Regions from separate parts of the Gossypium hirsutum genome. Here region 2 is linked to region 1. The links are chromatin contacts, called in public Hi-C maps. All regions are on one chromosome and are shown on one strand. Each heading gives the region's core, a stretch centred on a gene start, on an enhancer-like site or on the middle of the called end of the contact. The rest is flanking DNA. Distances are from core to core; before and after follow the strand shown.

What was found. Hi-C and Micro-C count contacts between places; a contact is called where the count stands out from the background.
Region 2: a Hi-C map of leaf shows a contact between it and region 1, with 3 times the contacts expected there. The contact joins the promoter of LOC107945243 here to the promoter of LOC107917881 in region 1. A contact is called at or near these places in 11 of 34 Hi-C or Micro-C datasets (callus, fibers, hypocotyl and 2 more).

The regions. Positions count from the first base shown.
Region 1 is chrA01:19,481,471-19,489,379 of Gossypium_hirsutum_v2.1, forward strand. It overlaps LOC107917881 (serine/threonine-protein kinase/endoribonuclease IRE1b), which reads right to left and starts at 4,725. Exons shown (of 6, transcript XM_016847265.2): 1 at 4,331-4,725; 2 at 3,905-4,139; 3 at 2,286-3,709; 4 at 2,009-2,181; 5 at 1,644-1,890; 6 at 845-1,430. The coding sequence starts at 4,455. The coding sequence ends at 980. It overlaps LOC107917332 (glucan endo-1,3-beta-glucosidase 12), which reads right to left and starts at 716. Exons shown (of 2, transcript XM_041115417.1): 1 at 1-716. The coding sequence starts at 207.
Region 2 is chrA01:19,674,265-19,682,173 of Gossypium_hirsutum_v2.1, forward strand. It overlaps LOC107945243 (epidermal growth factor receptor substrate 15), which reads right to left and starts at 4,228. Exons shown (of 13, transcript XM_016879170.2): 1 at 3,589-4,228; 2 at 1,649-2,747; 3 at 343-561; 4 at 37-257. The coding sequence starts at 3,723. It overlaps LOC107940944, which reads right to left. Exons shown (of 1, transcript XM_016874410.1): 1 at 7,806-7,909. The coding sequence ends at 7,806.

The sequences.
Region 1 (7,909 bases), core at 3,475-5,974:
TCCGGTGTTGGAAAAGGCTTCAAGGATATCAGGGTTGGTGTCGTAGATTTTAACTTTATCAATGAGCGTAGATTGGAGGAGCTGAGCAACTTTCTTTGGAGAAGGGAGGTTGTTTCCTAGAGTGCCATAGTTAATGCCAACGCTAGAGACATAAGATAATGGGCTGAGAAGGAGGAAGAGGAGGAGGTGGAAGAGATGAAGAGCCATTTGGTGGTTCAAAAGATCAAGGTATTGATGTTCCTAATGAAGTGAAGATATGTGTAGTACCCACAGTTTCCTGGCATGAAATGCCAAATGCATTTGAGCAGAGAAATTGGGAGGATGTCAGATAATGTGGGGACAGAACGTGATGAAAATTCAGAGGAGGAACAGTATCTTTCCACCTTTGTCAAAAATATTATTACTACTGAAGCTGATCAGCGGGTCCACTCCAACATTAGCAGAGGATCCAACTATATCCCACAACAAAGCAATGTGTTTGTGTTCCCACCTATGAAACGCGTCTCTCACACTTATCTTGAGGGAGTACGTAAATTCATAATTAATGATAAGCAGAAGCTTTAAAACTGAGGTTTGTCGGATTAACCCATTATGTATAAAGTATAAGAACTGCTTCATCACGGACTGGGGAATCATACAAGAATCTTTGCAGCTTGCTTTTCTTTAACTCTCATTTAAAATAATAAAAATAATTCTTCACCTGTTTCTATGCCAAGCCAACCCTGTTATTTTTGTTTAGATTTTTTTCCACTTTGGCGGTATATGAAGCTGCCAAAGATCTAGAAACACACAAGGTTAGTTTCATGAACTGCCTTTGTTATCTTAAGGTTAGAAGAGATGAAACTACAAAATGAAACTTATGGTTAAATTACAATATAATACATTAATCACTGACACACAAAATTGTTTGCAGTATGATACAATTTCTATATACAGTAAGAACAGCAGTTAAAGAGGAGAGGAACAAATGAAAATTAGATTAGATTATACTGCTGTTCATATATTTCTGGAAGAATTTCTCCTCCTTGCAGTGCTTATAGAGTACCTTATAAACCTCAATCAACAGTTTTGGAAATCGACTAGAGAAATAACCATCAAATCCTTCTGGAAGTGGCCCCAATAATTCTTGGATATCTTGAGGAATTTCCCTGTAGTGGTTTTGCTTGTTCCTTATTACCCGCAATAGGTCACGAACACTATCAAATTTGTATCTCCTATAGTGTCCAATGTTATTAAGGAATGCAGGTTCCAGCTTTTCATCCCATTTTCCATCCAAAGCTACTGCTGCAATACTTTCTAATTCATTTAATACTTCTGATTCACTCTTCCTGTCTTCCAATTGAACACGATCACTAGCCTCTCGAAGAAATGAAAGCCTCATCTCAGAACTCCAAAATAACGGATGATGCAGAACATCCTGTGCCTTTGGCCTACCACATATCAAAATATAGTTGTTAGAGGAGATGTATTGCGTACAACACCTGATAAGCTTAAATATTTTCCATCTGTTATGTTTAAGAATGCACTTCACAGGCTTTTCTATGTGCAGATAGACAAGAAGATCTGCATGCTCAAATATTAAACCCAGGGGCATTCAACGAGTGCATAGTTATAGGATCATCAAAATGTGGATGATAGATTACCTCAATTCTGGGTTGGGATCCAAGAGATGAGAGAAAAGATCCATTGCTTCTGGTATACTCTCTATTAAGAAGAGGTCCTTTTGGTCATTCACAATATTTACATCACGTTCAATACTATCCCCATATGGGTGTTTACCACCAGTGATGCAAAAAAATAAAACACAGCCTAAACTAAATAAATCCACAGCGCGTGTCTGGCGTCCTTGACGAAGTTGTTCAGGTGCTTGCCAGCCTGAACTTCCATAACCTACATTTAGCAACATTATAAAGAATTAATTTGACCAATCTTTAGACAGGCAATGTATCACGAAACGTGCATGGTTTAATTGTTGCTGAATGATACCATTCGTGATTGGTAAGCTTACCAGTAGCACCGCGAGTTAAGGAAGACATATCCCCAGTCAAGCGTTTGCTAATGCCCATGTCGGAAAGCTTTGCACATAGAGACTTCTCCTTGATTATCAAAACATTTTGAGGCTTTAGATCTCGATGTATGATGCCAAGTTCATGTAGATGGGCAAGCCCAGAGACTATATCTCTACAGAAAAAGATAACAATGTCATATTCTGATCAACTTCACACAAAGAAACACACACCCACGAGCAGAAGAGAACGAGAAAGCTTTAAGGATATGAAATTTACCTCAGTAGTTTCAACAAATGGGCCGAAGGATGTCCATTAGACTTCCAGAGTTCAATAACCTTGTTATTTTCCATCACACTATGCAATCGAACATTACACTCATTGAAGAATTTTGAATCTTCATCCTTGACAATGGCTTGATTTTGAAAAGATTCAGAGCATACATAGATCAGGTCATTTAAGCTACAAGTACAACGCTCTAGAGAGAGATAAACAAAATCCTGATCAAACTCGACGCCATACCAGCGAACAATATTAGGGTGTTGATCAGAAGCAATAAGGTTCTGAATCTCTTTCAAAGCCACATCATGGTGAGTCTGCACAAGACGTTTAACAGCTACTGGACGACCATCATAAATCCCTTCAAGTACAATGGTACCGTTGCTTCCTTTTGCTATTTCTTTGTTGGAAACAAGTAACTTACCAATTCGGCGCCCATCTACTCGGCCATCAACAAGATCTGTAAAGTTCAGCAATGATTTGCCTTCATTCCTTTCAATATAAGGAAGTGTGTTGGTATTTCCAACATTATTCTCCTCTGACACAGGCTTGTTCTTTTTCTCGTTATTGCCACTGCTCTTACTATTCCCAACTCTCTTAGGTTTTTTCTTTTTAGGTACTGATTGCAATTTAACTTCCTGATCCTGCTTACTCCCCTTACCTCGTTTTAAGCGGTAAAAGGCAAAGACAATGATAGTCAATAGGGTAGCAAAGAAAGCAATGAAAGGTTGTATGCTGAATCCAGCAATGTCAAACCTTGTAGTGATGTTTGTATTAGCGGTATCCAACATAAGAGGGTTTTCCATCTCAGAAGCTGGCAAAGCAAGCCATGGTTTGTCACTAGGAAGAGCCAGTGGGAATACATCAGCAGGCGGCAAGTGAGGATTCTGATTTGAAGAAGGCAGTGGGATTATTCCATCAAGCCAGCCAAAGACGGGGAGAGATTCCAACAATTTATGATCACGAACTTGGATAACAACAGGTCTCTTCTGACATGGCAATTGCAACTCAAAATCATGCATGTAATCTGCAGAAAGTTTTTCCTCTGATCCTTGACATCGAAATTCAGCATCAATTTTAGAAAATGCCACATTCCATAATACTTCAGCAGAGTTTGGAGAATAATACTGGAGGACATAATCTGTCCTCATAATATAGACAAATTGCTTGACTGTTGTTGAGTTAAAAGGACCAGACTCCACCAGTGCATCAGCATCCTTTGTCCAACGAACTGTTTCGCCTGCATCATTCTGAATATCTAGCGTAGAGGGAGGATCATCTGACCTATAAGTTTGTACTATTCTACCAGAATTTGCATCAACAAGGTAAATAGAGGTCTTTTTTACTCCCAAAGTGATCCCTCCATCCTCTGCTATATAGGGTGTTCTTCTAACATATTCTTCACAACTCAGTTCAAGTTTTTTCTAAAGTGCAAAACCATTGAGATGAAAAAGATGCTATCAGTATGAAAGCAATAAAGCATATAAACAAAATTTCCAAGCTAATCAATCAGTCAAATTTAATAGTTATCATAGACAATAGAATCAATGACTAAGAAACCCCAAAATTTGTATGGGACAGACAACTGTAAGAAACAGAAGCAGGATGAGCATTGATACCAGTTTTCCATGGCTCCTGCTATGAACATAGACTTGCAAATCATCCCCACAATCAACATACAAATCACTGTTGGGTCCAGATGTATTAAGCTTATCATTGTCCTGGTCAAGGAAGGCCTGATAAGATGAATAAATAGGCCTGCCCGATGCAAACGACCAATGAACTTTCCTTGATACTCTGTCCACTAAATGCATTGTTCCATCCAGAGTAACTACCACTGCTAACCCATCGTCACTAAATAAAGACACAAAATACAATTTGAGTAGAACTGATTTCAGGGTTTTAAGCGAACTCCACATATCATGCAGCAGCCATTATAGACAGATATAGCAAAATTCGTAATTCAAAAAAAAAATCAAAGATCCGGTTTTTTTTCTTTCTTAAATGCATTAATCCAATGAGAATAAGGAGCTGAAGATACTTACGGAGGACGGGGCGGCAGGAAACGATTGGAAAGAGCAGTTTGCGAGATCTGAGAGCAGAAGAAACCGCGTATAGACGGAGAAAATAAGATGGCTAACAGCAAAAGGAAAATCCGAGATCGCCTCATATCGTGCCAGAGTTTGGTAATGAATGATGGTAAAAATGTTGGAGTGTAATTGGGAAATGCTGAATCTAGGGTTATGGAATTGGGATATTTTGCAGAATACCGCAACAGAGGGGGAAAGGTCAATTAGAGGTGGCAGGGCAGCCTGGCCAGCTTGGCGTATTTTCAATTGATTCGTGTCCAAGTCCAACCTCCTGGTCCGGTCGTTACCATGCTAACCAAACATATCCACACACGTCAGCTGAGTGAACTATAAAACTTGTGTTACGACTGCTGTCTTTGGTAATTTGCATTTTCACAATCTTTATAACCTGAACAAATATTTAACAAAAATGTCTAAATTTTGGTATAAATAACATCTAAATATGTAACCAATGGGAACCTTTTATATGTTGTCAATCAGTTGGATCACATTGGAATGGCTTTTTTAAATAATGAATAAAAAGGAGAAGCCTTAATCACCATATTATCAACTCATTCAATTGGAAATATAACCATTTAGTAGAAACACACTTAACACCTTCCTTTTTTTCACTAAAAATGATTTTCAATTTTTTTTTTGTTGTATTCTTTTATATTTGTTTAATGAAAAATGACATACAGGTCAACAGAAAATATTTCTTTTCCTGTAAAACAACTTATCATTTTCAAAAGCATAAGACATTCTTCATCAAAAAAACTCCTTTATACGTAATTTTTTTCATATAAAAATTATTTTTTAAGCTTAAAATTAATAATAATTTTTTTTTATTTTTAAAAATATTTAAAATTAATCAAATATTGATATATAATATTATAATTTTCAATATTATTAAAATATATATTTAATTATCTATATCTAATCATATAATAAATTATTAATATAATTGATTATATTTAATATTTCAAATTTTATTTTAATAGTAAATTTTAAAAAAAATAATTTTAAATAATATTCTTTGAATATTGTTGAAAATATTTAATATTAATATTTTAATAATAAATATTTATTACAATTATAAATATATTAATAATAAATGTTTTGTAGTATAAAAGTTAAAATATGCTATAGTCTATGTAGTATGTACTCTTCATAAATTTGGAATTTAGTTTCTCTATTTTTCTAATTTGAAAATCAAGTCTAATTGTTAACATTATTTTTTTCAATTTTGTTGATGTCACAGTTTTAAATAATAATAATAAAAAACTAGGTATTCATGTAACTAAAAAATGAAGTAATAATGAATATGAATTTAACAAAATATTTTTAATAATACTCACAGTTGAACCTGAATTTTGATATCTAAAAAGTAGCACTAACCCAAAAATAAAAGTACATGGACTAAATTTAAAATTTACGAAGAGTATAAGGACTTATAACATATTTTAACCTAGTATCAAAATATAAATATTTTAATTATATAAATATAAGCATTTGTTTAAATAATGCTTAACTTCATTTATCTCTTACAATTCTAATGCGTCAATATATACTCTTATATCTGTAATATATGTAATTTAAATTAAATTTTAATTAATGTATAAAAACTTAAATTTTAATTAAGCATTATTTATTATTAAGTTTATATACGAGATTAATTATTATAAAATATTTTCTTATTATAAAATAAATTTTGATTCTTAAAAAAATTACATTATAATATTTTGTAACAAATATATTTATATTGTGTTTGTTTTACAAAGAAAATGTAAAATATAAATTTATAGATATAAATTAAACTCAATTAAACAATGAAAAGATAAGAAAATTTCATACGTATTTTTGTTTCATTGAAAACAGCTTTTATGAAATTTTTACGAAATTTGTTAAATAATAAAAAAATATTTTACACAGATTCATCCAAACATAAAAAAATATCAACTTTCAAAATAAATAAGTTATTTTTTAAAAATAATTTTCTCAAATTCATTTTCAATAAAACAAACAAGCTAAAATAAGACTTATGTTTAGTTTTCCATTATGTTTTATCTATATGCAGTTAGTTTATGTTTAGTTGTAATAACCCTGCTTGCACAGTAACAAAATATAGAAACCCTATCTGAGTTATACTTAGGAAAATGTGAAATCAAATCAAATATACCATGTACAATACAATTAAATATATTTATCTAATTTATTCCGTCTAAATAACTTGAGAAAATAGACTTTTGTTAGACATGAAGTTTTGGACAATGACAAGTGTATTACACTGATTTTATTTTTTATAATTCATTAAATAATACATATTATCTTTTTTTTTTAAAATATACATTTCTTATTAAATGATAATTGATCTAATTTATAATACAAGTCTATTATTTTTGAAAAATAATTGAGATAATAAAACAACATTTTAAAAGTAACAAAAATAAAAAAAGAGTAGGGAATGATATGAAGCTAGAGCTCCGAAACAGAGAAGAGGATGATGCTACCGATGTTGTAGCATGTATTTTCCTTTTATTTTTTGCACCTGTTCATGCTTTAATTGATCCTAGCTTTATGCATTCATACGTTAATTTTAGCTTCTTGAAATCAGGAAAATTGAAGTTGGAGTTATAAGCATACCAATATTCGTTTCAAGTTCTTTGGGACAAATAGTGCTCGTTGATCATGTTGTTTGGTGATTTTGATGTAATTTTAAAAATGAATTGATTAATCAAGCATAAAATGATTTTGGAATCCTGTAAAAAGTTCTTTATCCAAAGTCTTGAAGGTGATATCATTGAAGTCAAGGGCATAAGTTGAGTGATTCTACTTATATCATTTCATTGGTTTGAGCTAATAAACTTTTGAATCAAGGTTGTGAAATATATTTGGCCTATGTTATTAACTCGAGTTCAGATGAAAGTCAAATGAGTAAGATTTGGACAATATAAGAGTTTTCGGATGTATTTCAAGAAGAATTGTCATGATTACCTCCTAATCACGAGGTGGAATTTGTAATTGATGTTTACTCGGGTGCAACTCTAGTCTCTATTGCTCCATATCATATGACAGCAAGGGAGCTAAAAGAGTTGAAAATTCAATTACAAGATCTCCTAAATTGAGGTTTTACACGCCTTAGTATATCGTCTTGGGGAGCTTCGATGCTTTTTGTTAGAAAGAAATATGGGTCGATGCTACTTTATATTAATTATTGGCAGTTGAATAAGTTGACAACCAATAATAGATATTTGTTTCCGTGTACTGACAATCTATTTTGTTGGGGATCGACTCGATTAAGCAATGAAAAAGTAAAAATAGCGGAAGAAATTGAGAAATTGAATACACGAATTTAACGTGAAAAAACCTCTCCAAAGAGGATAAAAAATCACAGGTAAAGATAATTTTACTATAATAGCAAAAGAATGAAGAGTACAAAGATGGAGATAAAAACTAAACTCCAAAACCCAAAAAAACAAAGAACCCTCAAAACGTAAATACAAAATTCTCCAAAAATATTATGAGTTCTAATCTCTAATGGGTTTATTTTGTAAG
Region 2 (7,909 bases), core at 2,978-5,477, 190 kb after region 1:
AGAAAGTATTTGAGCTTTATCTAGAAGATGCCATGCCTTTTTTCCATCAGCCATTACATCTCCGGCTGCCCCATTCTCTAAATTTTGTCCATTGTTATTGGGTTGGGTTCCAAAGGAATCATCCAACACTGGTTCTCTTGGTTTTTGTTGGTTGGACATTGTAGTAGTATCAGCAGAAGCATTGGGGCGAACTGGAGGTTTTACACCAGCTGACGGAGTGATTGTCTGAGCAGCCATCCCCGACTGATGTCCAAAACCTAACAGCAATAATTGTTTTATTAAGAGAAATCTAGGATGACAAAATGAGAAGGAAAATAAATTAGAAGCGATCCTAACGAATACCAGGATTGGGACCCCAAGCTGCATTTCCATATGAAACATTGGGTTGGCCTGTCATGGACAAGAGTGTCTCATCAAACAAAACATCTCTAGGGAGTGCAGGTGGAAGAGGACGGCCTTCCCTATACCGTTCCATCAAATAGAGAGCAAAGCAGAACTCTCTCAAAGATAGCATACTATCACTATCCTGATCAGATAAGTCCCAAACCTGCTTCAAAACCTCTGTGAAAGACAAAAGCGACAATGTTAAATATGTTTACCCAAGTAACAAAGGTCTCTGCTCCAACAGGACCAACCATCGAAATATTTCAAAGAAACACTGCACTAATAGGACTTCTTCAGTAAGTATGCCAAAAAATCAGTGTTGTCAAGGGTGAAAGGTGCATTCTAGGTGCTAGAACCTTATATTGCCTCAGGCAGATGATGCAAAAAAGCATTAGCCTGAGTGAAGTAAAGCACAATATGCATATGCATTCGTTCTTCAAAGTCTACATGTGTATATATAACATATACAGCTTAATATATATTGTAAACTCTAAAGTGTGGTCTAGTTTACCTACAAAACATGCAACTTTTTTTATCAGTCAATATGCGTGATGTCCTTATGGTCAATGTTTGTCGTTGAATACTAAAATATTGAGAAGTATAGAGCTCAAAATTATCCATTTCTTACTACTAAAGGTATATCAAATGAAAACAGTGAAAAAAAAAAGAAATTAAAGAGAAATTCAATCAGGTGGGCTTTCTTTTTGCTTATTTTCTTATAAAAAAGTGTTTAGGTGCACCAAGTGTGTGCTTGATCAAATGGGTCTCACCTAGAAGGGTCTGAGGCATTTTTTTTGTATAATGCTAACGCACAGGCGCACCTAGGCGCATGCCTTGACAACACTGCAAAACGTTTTAGTAGAAAGAAGGATTCATGGAATGATACCATCTAAAAATACATAGGCATCATCAGTTTACCACCTTAGCAGAAAAAAATATTTTCACTACCTAGACCCTACAAGAATAAAATCTTAAACCAGAATATTCAAAAACAAACCATTTATTGATATAATTCCAAATTATGATGATAATATTCACAAATAAAATTTTGAAAAATGAAAACATAAAAGACATCAGACCATGAGCACAATAACGAATTATATGTTCTCAGCATCTCAACAATGGTGAAATTCCTAACACTATTTTTTTTATTCATAAGAAATCACCATACATGTTAAACTAAATAGATAAACCATCTATGTCATGCATAGGTTCATATCTCAGAAACTTATTTGGATAACAACAGAATAAGAAATTATCATACCTCTAGGTAGCCTCCAACTCAAAAATAGATTCCTTGCCTGCTCACCAGTTATTTTCCCATCTCTGTCAGTGTCCACTTCCATGAACACTTTCGTATATTTCTGAACATCAGATTGTTTCATTTTTGGCCATGGAGGCTGGGAACTATTTGGGGCAGCATTCACATTTCCAGCAGAGATTCCTGATGGTGTAAAAGAGGAGCTTGGGGAAGAAACTGGTTGGCCTTGGATTGGAGACGAGTATGGCCTTTGACTTTGACTACCAGCAGAATGCATAGAGAACGTACTTTGCAATGAATCAAGAGAGTTGGACTTAACTAAGGGTTGGGCCCCACTTGAAACTGGTGTAATCCCTGGTGAGGCGGGTGCACTGTGGGGAGAAAAGGTTTGTGTAGATAATTCTTGTTTTGGTGTAAACGAGGTTGCAGAAAATGCATCACTTCCAAATGCCGAGCCAGAAGCAAGCCCATTTCCAGAAACAGCCAATGCTTTAGAATCATTAGCAGTAGGCTGGGAAGACATTGAAACTGCAGCTTGTGGCCTTGGTGCTGTTGATGGAGCGACCCCTCGTGGCCCAGTTGAAGCTCCACCAGGCCTTCCAGAAAGCCAATTGCTAGACATATTTTGATTTGTTAAACTGGGACCAGTAGCAACGGTGGGCATGGATTGATGTGAAAGTGGAGTAGAACCAGCAGGCATAGCTTGAGGTTGACCAACTATATTACCTCCCCTAGAAAACTCTGGAGCTGCAATACCTTGAGAAGGGTGCAGGGCAGTGGCAGCAGGCATTGTTTGTTGGGGTCTCATTGAGAGGTTCTGTTGAGATGGAAAATGTTGCTGGCTCATACCAGCATTTGGAACTCCTGGTCCTCTGAACCCAACACTTGGAGAGGATGGTGGCACAGCTCCACCCATCTGTGTTGTGGCAGGAAAATTAATTTGCGGAGCTGGAATTTTTGCTGCAGCAGGGCCATATAATGCTGCCTTGACAATGTCTGGTGTTAATTCACGCCTTTGTGCTACGGTCACAAGCTTGAGAGCATTAAAAAACTCTTGCTTGCTCAGGAAACCACTATGACTTTGGTCAGCATATGCCCATATCTGCAGTCATAGGATAAATTGATATGAATGGACCCATAATATCAACTTCCTTGGCCAAATAGGTTTATACAAAAACAGAGCGTATAGGTCACAAGAATCGCTGTAAGATATGTACAACAAGTTACACGTGTACTAATCCAATTCAAATCCAGAAATAAAAAATTCCAATCCCTAAACCATGCCATTCATTGCGTGAAAATCCACCAAAGACCACCAAATGCTACAGAAAGTAGCGCAAGGCTTAAGGCATTGCATCTATTATTTCATCAGAATTAAAATGATTCTTTGATTTTTTTACTATATCGAACTATAGATGTAGTGATCTACAACCCATCAACTTGTAGCCTCCCGTATGTGTCAGAGTAACAGACAGTACATTAATAAAATCTAGAACAAAACAACAGTCACTTGTTCAGCAGCTAACAAAGGCAAGATTCAACATTTAAATCACAAAAAAAAAGCTAGATAAGTTCCTATTGCAGATGTATGATATTGTACTTCCAAGTGAAACTACGGCCAAAAAGACAAGTATTTTAGCACTCTGAAAGCTTATTAATAACATCCTCGAAAAAGTAGACAATTGAAACCTTTCAAGTATTTGATAAATTCTTGACGTACAAAGAACAAAACCCATAAGCAAACCACAAGTTGGTTAAGAGAAATCTGAAGTAGGAGAGTGATAATTGTAGAAAAAGAAAAACAGCAGCCAAGTCTTTAGGTTTTATTGAGAAATTTCTCCAGGTTACAACTAAATACAATCTAACCTATATTCGGAAAAGGCGAGTTCCTAGAGATCCCGATTCTGATAAGAAATGAAATGTAAGGGGAGAAACAGAGGGACCTGAGCGAGGACTTGTTTGGACAAACCGGCTCCTTGAAAGAAAGAAACAGCCTCAACTCCACTAATTCTGCCATCCCCATCTAAATCTGCTTTCTTGAAGTAAACTTCGAATTGATCCTGAGTTTGCCCCGCCATATAAACGCCCGCAAACAAAGAATTGAAGCGAATTCTGAACTAATTGTATAGCTCTCCTAGATCAGGCTAGGAAAATAAAATCCAGAACAAGATCACAAACTCAAGTACAGGGAAAATACAACAGGTTACAAAAAGAATCGAAACAATTGAATCTCGAAATAGGAAATACAATTTGAACAATAAAAGAAAAGGAAAGAAAGTACACGCGATAAAACAGAGAGAGTGGATATAGAATGGGAGTTAGGGTGTTTGGTGGTGAGATCGAGGAGAGGAGAATGAATAGCAATAATAAAGATGAAGGTGGAGAGAGGAGAAAAGCGATTTAAACGACTACTGCCTAAATGATTCAATCTAAGCACTGGGTGAAATAGGAGAGACAATCGGAGTCAATTATGATGTGGGCTTGGTGGCATGGGAACCCAACTGCAATATTTCTTGGAGTCCATTACCATCTACCTCCACTGATAAAGCCCAAAGTCTAAGCACATTATTAGCAAACAAATGAAATCTGGAATCGCAATGGAGCCGGTAGCGGCGGCCTTTATTTCACGTTGCTGCACGACACTACGTTTATTTTTTAAGTTTCTTTTTTACCACCCAATTAAATAAAATTATAAGATGGTGACCTAATTTTTTAATTTTTTCTTTTTTTTTTTATCACGAGCAGTTAAATGGCTAACTAAAAGATGACGCAGCAGCTTTTAAAATTGATTTAGTACTTAACATTTATACATTATGTCAAATTATTTTTGATTCTAAAAAGTTTAACCCTCTAATATTTTCACATTGTGTAATTGGTCTTTTTTGCAATTTTACTTTTCTTTATAACCCTTTCACCTAAAAAGCTAAAAAAACAAATTTATCAACTAAATTTGATAGAAAATATCCCAAAAATGGAAACATCCAAAATCCAATATAATAATTTTCATATTTTCTCTTCTTCTTTTTTAAGATTAACCCTCAATGTCAAAAAGAAAAATAAAACTACAAAAAAGACCAAATTAGACAATGTGTAAATGTTGAGGGTTAATTTTTTTAGAATCAAGACTAAATTAACACAATGTATAAATGTTGAAGGTTAAATTGCTATTATGTCAATATTAAAAGATGTCAAGTTATTTTTATATCAGTAATTTAACAACTAGTGACTACAAAAGAAAAAAAAGTGAACCAATCTTATTACTTTGACCAGAGTCTCGTTTATTTTTTTACATAATCCTTTTCACCCACATCCATTTTTAATTTGTTAATGAATATATGTTTTGGAATATATAATTTTTTATTGTCGATATTATATATAATAAGAGTGACTGAGTTTAGTGTCAGTGTTACAGCCAAATACATAACACATTAGTAATTTGACTAAAAGATTTGAAATTGCATAAATCAAAGTAATAATCTATTCTATACATTAAGCATTTTGTTGAGTTAGTGTCACAAGTCAATCAGGCACCAACTCAATTGGCTAATGATAAAAGTACCATTATTTTACAAAATAAGTTATATCATTTTATATATTTTATACATAAAAATAGAAAAATATATATTCATATATAACAGCATTTGAACCCAAGCTTTTATAATCTTCATCATTTATACTTTACCATTCAACCAAAAATTCATTTTATCATTTATATCAATTTGGATCTTGACTCAAACGAAGCTTTAGATGATTCATACCAGTATATTGCACCATCTACCTCATTGATTCCTATTAGTTTGAACATGGATGATCAGTGCTACAAATTTCCAAATGAACAAGAAGATATTAATGATTTTAATGATCCTAAATCTGAAGGAGTTCCTAATGTCAACAATAACGACGACGAAGATGATTGGTCATATTATTCTTCATCTCCACGAACCTCTATCCCACATGCACAACATTGACATAAATGCAATTAAGGCATTGGAATTTTCAGAATATCTTGACATAGTGTCCAGCTATATAATGAGTTCAAATGAAAATTCTAAAGAGTTATATGTAAGGGCACAATTTCCATCTAGGGATGCAACTATGGTAGCCATCAAGTACTACAGTATCAAAACTTGTGTTGATTACAAAGTTGTGGTATCTTCGCTAACTTTGTATGTTAGCGAGTGTTGGAAGTACAAGAATGGGTGTAATTAGAGAGTTAGGCTTACGCTTAGGAAGAGGACACAAGCTTCAGAGATCCAAAAATGGAACGGAACCCATGCACTTCTGTTCAACTTTCGCAAGATCACCAGAAATTAGATTAAGACTTAATTTGTAGTTGCATTATGCCATTGGTAAAGGCACGCACTACTATTCCAGTTATTGTTATGATTGTCAACGTGCAATCTCGATATAAGTACACCATCAGTTATCGAAAAGCTTAGCATGCAAAACAGAATGCCATTTCTTGATTGTTTGGAGATTGGGACAACTTTTACAATGAGTTGCCGTCATTATTAGCAACAATGCGACAATTTGTACCAAGTACTGTGGTGGCATTGCGAACCCTCAATGCATAAGATCCATTCAATCAACTAGTGGAAGGCATGAAAATATTCCACCAATTACTTTGGACATTTGATCCATTGATTAAGACATAGCCAAATTGTAAGCCCATTGTCCAAATAGACAGGACTTGGATTTACAGTAAGTGTAAGCAGATCCTTCTAGTTGTTGTTGCTTAAGACGGGAACTGAAACATCATTCGGTTAGAGTGTGATTGTGGAGAAAGAAAACATGGAGTCTCATTATTTTTTTGACAAACTTATGATGGTATGTTATTAAACAACATGGTATATTGATAAAAGCATAATTTCTCGATTTAATTGTGATATTTCTCCCCTTAAATTATGTTATTTATGTTCTTAATTATATTATTTATACTTATATTTTATTTATTATTGATTTAGAAAGTAATTAGAAAAAAATGAGCTTAGACTTTATTTTTTGGCAAATTTTTGCGGATTAGACTATCAACACAACACAATTTCAATATTTTGGTCATAACTTAAGGTATAGAACTTCGTATTGGGTCCATAATATACCAATTCAAAGGAAATTGAAAAATCTAACCAAATTTGTCTCACAACTCAAGCCCAAAAAAATTTAGGAAGGTATTCAAAAATGGCCTAGAAGTTTGAAGCTAAAATTACCAAGAAAACTAGAAAAATTCCACTTTAGTTAATTAAGGGAACTTTTGTATTTTCTCACACTATAAATAGACATTATTAAGTTAAAACGAAAGGTACTTAAACATAGCCACTCTTAGTATTATTTTATTTTTGTGCTTTCTTTATTTTATTGTTTTCTAAACTCCTCTTTTCTAATTGAAGGTTAATTGAAGTTTGATTCAATAAATTCATAAAACTTATTTTGTGCTTAAATTCTTCATTATTCTTTAGTATTCATGTATCTTCTATTATAATTATAATTTTTCAAGTATGTTAAATATCTTACTAGTATTTGATAGCTTAGAATGATTGTCTTGTTAATTACAATAATTAAATTTGTAATTATTTAATTCATTTTAATACTAGTGACGAACTGCATAAATTATTTATGTCATAGTTTATGATTATGTGGTGTGGATGTGGATGTGTGATCTAGCTTAAATTAACCCTATTGAGGTAATTTTTTTTTGTTAGAATTAGGTCTCTCTTGATCTTAATGCAGCCGGTAAATTAAATTTTTGGCCTTAGGTTATAAGGTTATTTATTGGTTATGGAAGTAATTTCAAATGAGTTATCTCTTGGTTATCAAATAAGTAAGCAGAGATTGGTTATCTGGTGTTAAGTCAACAATTAAAACTAATTTATTAAAGACATTGAAGTTATCCTTGTATTGATGATCGAATCTATGAATTAAACAAATATTTTACCTTTAGCTAGAGCTTTTCCTCATTGATTTTATCAAATTTTTATTTACTACTTTTTCTTCTCTTTTTTTTGGTGAAAAATAGAAACAGAAATACAACTCAAAAAAAAAACCTAAGAGACACTAAAAGCTTTATCTTGCTGGATAGCCGTAGCCACCACATCATGACGTACTTCAAATATCTGGAGAGGAGTCTGCTAAGAAAGACTAATATTTGCCAATTGGTCTACAATTAAGTTACATTCTCTAGGAACATATTTGGTTTCCCACTGATCTTTAGATTGCAAAATTCGTTTAACTCTTCTAAGCAAAGTAATACCGGAATCCACAATTTCT